Linked DNA regions of Mus musculus: region 1 is linked to region 2. A link is a contact called in public Hi-C data. All regions are on one chromosome and are shown on one strand. Each heading gives the region's core, a stretch centred on a gene start, on an enhancer-like site or on the middle of the called end of the contact. The rest is flanking DNA. Distances are from core to core; before and after follow the strand shown. Region 1 has its middle 6.8 kb from the start of Gm35333. Region 2 has its middle 94 kb from the start of Gm5084.

What was found. A called contact is a pair of places that touch in the nucleus more often than the background predicts.
Region 1: a Hi-C map of uterus shows a contact between it and region 2, with 1.6 times the contacts expected there. The contact joins two enhancer-like sites. A contact is called at or near these places in 7 of 39 promoter capture datasets (the 3T3-L1 cell line, 3T3-L1-derived adipocytes, cranial neural crest and 2 more), 10 of 484 Hi-C or Micro-C datasets (the 3T3-L1 cell line, the HL-1 cell line, the N1E-115 cell line and 2 more) and 2 of 115 datasets of contacts at active chromatin or transcription factors (embryonic fibroblasts and heart atrium).

Annotation. Positions count from the first base shown.
Region 1 is chr13:60,439,741-60,443,420 of GRCm38.p6, reverse strand. No RefSeq gene overlaps it. Among named protein-coding and RNA genes, the nearest start is that of Gm35333, 6.8 kb to the right of the region's middle. Within about 2 kb of position 1,715, at least 16 of the 459 cell types and tissues checked have an H3K27ac peak or open chromatin away from gene starts, as enhancers often do. A contact at or near this core is called in uterus, where this site is marked.
Region 2 is chr13:60,297,248-60,301,064 of GRCm38.p6, reverse strand. No RefSeq gene overlaps it. Among named protein-coding and RNA genes, the nearest start is that of Gm5084, 94 kb to the right of the region's middle. Within about 2 kb of position 1,849, at least 36 of the 459 cell types and tissues checked have an H3K27ac peak or open chromatin away from gene starts, as enhancers often do. A contact at or near this core is called in uterus, where this site is marked.

The sequences.
Region 1 (3,680 bases), core at 466-2,965, 140 kb before region 2:
GAAACAGGTTCAGATATATTGCAAACCTCCCTTAAGTTTGACGCTCCCTATCCTGAAACACAAGACCTCTGCTTATGAGTCAGCATTGAAGAGTAACCACTGCAAAAGGACATTGCATACCTTTGAATTTGATCTTGCCTTTTAAAAAGGTTATTAAAGATAGATGTTTATTTGGGTGTCCCATATAACCCACCAACACTGCAGTGTTTAGTGGTTTTAGTTTACAGTCATTTGTGATGTACAACCGTAACTATGTTGCACCTCTACTGTGATGCACAACTGTAACTATGTTGCATTTCTACTGTGATGCACAACTGTAACTATGTTGCACTTCTACTGTGATGTACAACTGTAACTATGTTGCACTTCTACTGTGATGTACAACCGTAACTATGTTGCACCTCTACTGTGATGCACAACTGTAACTATGTTGCATTTCTACTGTGATGCACAACTGTAACTATGTTGCACTTCTACTGTGATGTACAACTGTAACTATGTTGCATTTCTACTGTGATGCACAACTGTAACTATGTTGCACTTCTACTGTGATGTACAACTGTAACTATGTTGCACTTCTACTGTGATGTACAACCGTAACTATGTTGCACCTCTACTGTGATGCACAACTGGAACTATGTTGCACTTCTACTGTGATGCACAACTGTAACTATGTTGCATTTCTACTGTGATGTACAAATGTAACTATGTTGCACTTCTGCTGTGATGCACAACTGTAACTATGTTGCACTTCTACTGTGATATACAACTGTAACTATGTTGCACTTCCGCTGTGATGTACAAATGTAACTATGTTGCATTTCTACTGTGATGCACAACTGTAACTATGTTGCACTTCTACTGTGATGCACAACTGTAACTATGTTGCACTTCTACTGTGATGTACAACTGTAACTATGTTGCACTTCTACTGTGATGCACAACTGTAACTATGTTGCACTTCTACTGTGATGCACAACTGTAACTATGTTGCACTTCTACTGTGATGCACAACTGTAACTATGTTGCACTTCTACTGTGATGCACAACTGTAACTATGTTGCACTTCTACTGTGCAGTCTCTAGTCATCACCCCATCCCAACTCCTTCGAGCTCTAAACAGCTACAATTGATGTCTATCACCATAGACTAACTTGTCCTTGACATTTTTTTAAGAACTGAATGATGTAATCTATGCTCTCCTGTGACTGGATTCTTTTGATCCTAGCTATATTTAACACCTGTAGCAAAAGATGGTTTTTAGTCCATGAGACTCCAGCCCTGTGCTTCCTCGGTGCTCCATCCCTCAGGGGTACATGTGACTGAGCTCCAGATAGAAGTGGGTGTCTCCTAGTTCTAGACCTTGCTTTTGTGGAAAGTAAGATTCTTGGTCTCTTTTTTATTCCCCTAATGTTTTGTAAACTAAAAATATTTAACTAAGCTTAGCCATCACATGTGTTTTGGGGTTAAGCCTCATATTAACACATGTGTTTGTGGGGTGAAGCATCATATTAAAACACATACGTAATTATCAAAATCAGGCTCACTGGAGTTCTGCCACATCAAACTTTGTTTATTCTAGTTTCCTTTGAAAACTAAACCCCGCCAAGCATTCTAACACCCGTTCTTACTCTTTTTTTCCTATACTCTGGGTGATCGTGAAGTATTGAGAAGACCCAGAGGAAGCAGAGGGCACAGATGGATCCAAAGCAAGGAGTCAAATCGTCCTCTGACAAGGTTGGACGGAGGCCCAGGGCTGTAAAGAAATGTTTATTGTGCTAGATTAACCCCCAAGATTTAGACCTGTTTACCCTAGCAACTAATCTCATTTACCTAGACTACTAAAACCACTAAAACCCCTCCTTGAAAGCTGATAACTGTGAGCACTTCTACCTTGTCAAGATCTCTAGCTGTGCATGGCGATTTAAAGCAGCATACTGGAGGGGTCTTTTTCTGCGACAGGCATGAAGAACTCTAGTTTCTTTCAGACCATGAGTGGGGGAACAGCAACTCATTCTGTCACTCCCAGGCATCTTACAGACAGATCTTTCCTAACTGTTTCGACCTTAAGCATTTGAAAAGAGTCAGAGAAAACAATATTTTAAGGGTCAGAACTGCTTATTTTTAAATTAGTTTATTCTCTCATCAGCCCAACTGTGAAGCCTTTAACCTAAAATCTGTCCTGCCAACATGATGTGCAGGGACAAAGTGTCACAGCCATTCTTTATTTTTATTTTAAAGTGTGTGTGTGTGTTTGTGTGCGTGTTGCAGAGATGTGCACGTGTGTGTAGGTACCCACAAAGGTCAGAAGAAGTGCCCCAGACCCTTCCACAGCAGAGCTGGAGTTACACGTAGTTGTGAGCTGCCTAATATGGGTGCTGATAGTAGAACTCAGATCCTCTGGAAGCGCAAGCAACACATGCTCTTCAGACCCCGTAGAGACCATGCTTAAAGAATAAATCACACACAGCCAAACCCATGTATGAGCATTCTCAGAACAGATTCCTCAAGCTTTCCAGTCATTCACTGTCTTTGCTCTAATCTCCCAGCACACAGGAGCTCCACAGGAAGCTTCAGGAACAGTGCTGAGCGTATTGCAGGGCACTGTGTGAATTATAAAAATCTGTGCTGTTCTAAAGATCAAAACACCTACCCATCTGGGATATATAAATCCTATCACGGAATTTATGAGGGGGTTATCTTGAATTATGTGCTTGGTGTTGGGTTTGGCACATAATAAATATCAAGGGCCCTCTCAGGACAGTAGATTAGCATCCGGGGGTGGGGGGTGGGGTGGAGAAAAGAGCCAGGCATCTGTGGAATTTAAATGGGAAGATGCCCTATTCCTTTCAGAGAGGATGGAGCTCCTAACCCTGAAAAGCAAAGTAGAATCCTTGTTTTTAAGCCTGGTATGATCTCCTCCCAGAAGGATAAGAGCTGATTAATCTTCCTATGGCTTAGAGCACAAGGTGTACAAATTTGGCTCTTTGGATTCAGTATGTTCTAGATCTTTCTCTCCAAAAAGGGTCTATTTGCTATATGCCAGTTGAGTTGCACCAGTGGGACTTGTAGTCTTGTTTGTCTGATTCTAAAAGGAGCTGGAAGGAAGGGCAGAAGGAGCACCCCTATTCACAACACACCTGCCAAAACAGCCCACACTTCAGCTCCATCGATACAACTCTGTGTCTCTCAGCTGCCTCTGAACTGGGAGCACACTGCGAGGGAAAGCCAAATACCTACCACCCCTTTGATGCTAACAGGGGCTAACACACTTCAATGGCTGCCATGAGCAAGCTACCCTGCAGACTGCATGCGATTCAAAGGCATAAAAGTACTTTTTGAAAAAAAAAAGATTTATTTACTGATTTTATGTATATGAGTATGCTGCCGCTGACACACTAGATTAAAATTCACAGCCTCTGGAAGAGTAACCAGTGCTCTTAACCATTGAACCACCTCTCTCTCCCCATAGAGGCACTTTTTAATCTTCTCAGGTAGAACAAAACTCCTTAAAACCAGGGACATACTTGCAGGAAAACTCACAGTCAGAGGAAGATGGCCTAAAAATAAGGCACATGTGAGAGGGGAGGTTGAAGTTTGTTCAGGAGATCAAAGACAGAAGGCGAGGCTTTAAATTTTGATGCTCACAAAGACCGAGTGTGGCACTGGCCATGGCTGTT
Region 2 (3,817 bases), core at 600-3,099:
TACAATATAAGCAAAAGACCAAACCTCAACAGCACCTTACTCCTAACATCTCCTAATTTTATCTTCTCTTATGTTTGACCCAGTTTTACTGTGTTGTTCTCGCATCCCTCAGAGCAATAGGAAACACTATACATATTGTGCAGCGGGCCTTTGTATGTGTACAATGTAATGGACTGTGAGAGTGTCTTACCCTCTAGGTGTGTGCATGTACACTTCGCAATGCTCACGGGATGGTGAGGGCACCTAATAGCAGTTTTCAGAATGTGTCCCTGTCCTTAAGTCACGTTTGATCAAATAAGAAGAAGAAGGAAGGTAGAGGGAGGGGAGGGGAGCGGAGGGGAGAGGAGGGCAAGGCGGGGGGGGGGGGTGCGTCGGAACACAGTCTTCATGCAACCAAACACAGTAGTGAGGAGACTCCAGTCAGGTCACAGTGGGCAGAGAAGACTTTGTTTAGAGATAGGACAGGAGGCAAAGAACTCACAGAGCATGATGCAGTGGCCCCCAAAGAGCTCAGGGTCACTGAACCTGGCTGAGACTTGTCAATGGGCCTTTCTTGTACATGCTCAGTATGTCAAGACTCACTCAGATGCAGGGATAGAGCCGAGAAGAAAACAGAAATCATAGCCCATCAGTTCACATGCAGCTTACACATCCCTAGGTGGGCAGACAGACAGACAGACTGACTGACAATTATCTCATAATAGGAAACTGCACAAATGCCAGGTGACATGACAGTTATCTTCAAAGAACCGGAGGTCCTATCAGGTGTGGTGGCTCACACTGTGGATCCCAGCACTGGAAAATCAAAGGCAGGAGGGTCAAGGCCAACTTGGGCTCCCTGGCAAGAAGAGAGGACATATTTTAGGCTGAAAACGAATATCTACATTTTTGCTCGACTTTGCACTACTTCCTATTTTAGAAAAGTGGGAAGAAACTCTGGAACCACTTTGCAGAGACCTTTGGTTGGTATTAAACTGCATATCCACAGGGAAAACACGTTTTCCAACCTGATGTCTAATGTCTGTGTGACAATGTAGCTTAGCCGCCCCCCCTCCCCCAACAGTGTTAACAATGTCAGTTTCAAAAGTGTGTGGGAATCAGGGGCATTAAATTTAAATACCTGGATATGGGCATACCTAGCATGGATAAATGCATATTTCTCCTTAATATGACATGAAAGGTCAATATGTAAAATGACTGACCTAACGAGCTTTGCTCCAGGGTAGGGAGAAGGACAGGAATACAGCAAAGACCTCGGGGCTTTCGTTTTCTATGGTGCTGAGACACGGTAATTGTTTGATGATCAATCTGCAAGCTTTCTCCCCACAAACCTCTCTCAGCTTAAAGTCAAATGGAAAGCTAGGTGTGGTGGCACTTGTCTGTCATCCCAGAGTGTGTGGAGGCTGAGGCAGGAAGACTGCTGAGAGTTCAAGTTTAGGATACATAACAAATGTGAGAGCAGCCTAGCTCTCAAACAAAAAAAGGGTTAGGGTTAGGGTTAGGGCTAGATCCTTTCTCAGACAAAAGAAAACAATTAAAAATTAGACTCAAGTATTTCTGGGTTTACAGGGATGTCTGTCTACCTCTTAGTGTATGTGTTGAGAGGACTTGAGAACTGTACCATCAAAGTCAGGTCTACGGCACTCTCCTGAGACCAGGGTGAGATTGGGGTTAGCAATCCTGCATTTTAATTGTCTCTGTTGTAAGCAAGGATGGTCTATCTGCATTGGTCTGGCTCCAAGTGCTCTCTATCAATCACAATGCCTGGCTCATCCCCAGTCTCCTCGAGGTCGTGTTGAATTTCTACACACAAGAGGCACGCAGAGCAAATCTGAAGAGAAAGAGCCCTCTGTGTCTGGATCTGGAAATTCTCCCTCATTTTAAACTTAATGAGAGGCCAGAGCCCCAGGGCTCACAATTCGCTGTGGCTTGAGAGGTTTTATTCTGCTCCTAAAAGCAATAAGATGCTATCTCTAATTTCAACAAATTAGTCATATTTCTGTATCGAAGGGGACACTGATTTTAAAATGTGATGTTCCTCAGGTCTCCCAGGACAAATGCTACTTCTGGGAAGGGCACTTATCAAGTGGGAGGCTCCCATGAACCCTGGGCCCACAAGACTCTCCACTGGAAGCAACTGTTCCCTGGGAAGGAGCCAAAAGGCCCAACTCTCGAAATGTGGAAAAGGGGAGGAAGGGGGAGGGACATGGGACTATGGTGCCTCTCAGAGGACACATAGCCACATGAATGTCAGAGCATTGATGTGACAGAGGATGCTCTTCCCTCTTCCAGGGCAGCTCTTACCCTCAAGGGGCTAGGCCTCTACAGGAGATCTCTGCAATCTCAGGAAGTAATGACATGTAAGTGCACTGTGGGTCATGGACACACTTCAACACTTGGCAAGCTGTGCACGCATGGATATTTCCCAAGATGTGGAGGTCACATTTTGCTTCTCATTTTTTCTAAGTTTTCTTTTGTAATGGGAGAACACTGTTTCTGAGGATCCCTAGATCCTGAGCAGACTGGGCTCACAGAACTGAAGAGATAAGATCCCAGTGTGGGAGGAACTGGGGCAATGGCGTTGCGTTGGATGCTTTGACAGTACTAGACATGACTCTAGAACAGTGATTCTCAACCTGTGGGTCACTACCCCTTTGGGGGTCAAATGACCCTTCACAGGGTGGCCTAAGACCATCAGAAAACAGAGAAATTTACATTATGACTCATGACAGCCGCAAAATTACAGTTATGAAGTAGCAACAAAAATAATGTTATGGTTGGGGTCACCACAATATGAGTAAGTGTATTAAAGGGTCACAGCATCGGAAAGGTTGGGAACCACTGATCTAGAGCGTAGCAGCCATGCTCTTTCAGCTATTCATTTTGCATAAGTGCTTGGGCCAGAAACACAGCTCCAAGCTGTGGTCCACAGTGGGGTGAGGATGTCTTTACAAGCTATCTATTGAAACCCTGACCCTAGACTCTTCAACAGAAATGACGATTAGGATGAGTCATAAGCAGGCCAAGTCTGAGTTGGCCAGGAGGGATCTGAACACAGAATTAAGCACGAGAGAGAGAGAGAGAGAGGCAAAGAGAGACAGAGAGACAGAGACAGAGACAGAGACAGAGACAGAGAGAGGAGCTTAGAGGAAGAAGACAGCAAGGTGTGGGTGGTGCACACTCTACTTCTCAAAGGAGAGTCATACTTTATTTGTATTGATCAATTGGCAAACGTCTCAGATACACAAAATAAACCGCAACTGTAGCACAGTGCCTGAAATCGACAATACCATGTTGGCCATGGGAAATTTTGCTAAGGCAGTAGCTCTCATGTAAAGTATTATGTGCCAAAAGGCAACAATAATACAACGAGATAGAGAGGGAGGGAAGGTTCCCACATTTGCAGGCTCAATGCATACATGGTGGTGATGTTTCAACAGGTGTACTTATTTCAAAGCTTATAAAGTTGCATACATTAAATACAAACAAGTTTTTGCATGTCAACTCTGTCTCCACAAAATGCTTAAGAGGACAAGTGGGAATGAACTTTGTTGACCAATACTGAAGTACACTTTTGTTAAGCTGTGTCTTAGAGCACACTCATTTAGAACCAGGACGGATAGTTACAAAAGTAAACGCAGAAGGGTAAGTTCCCACGGATCGAAACGGCAGAGAATACCAGTCCCTGCAAGGCTTGTCCTGAGTCCCCGTGTCTGAGTTACAGGAATCCAGGGGCAAGCTGCCGGAGAATGGACACGGGTCACCTGATAGCCTTCCCCTTTTTTCTCCCTGTGCATTTTTTGATAATTTCCCAGGA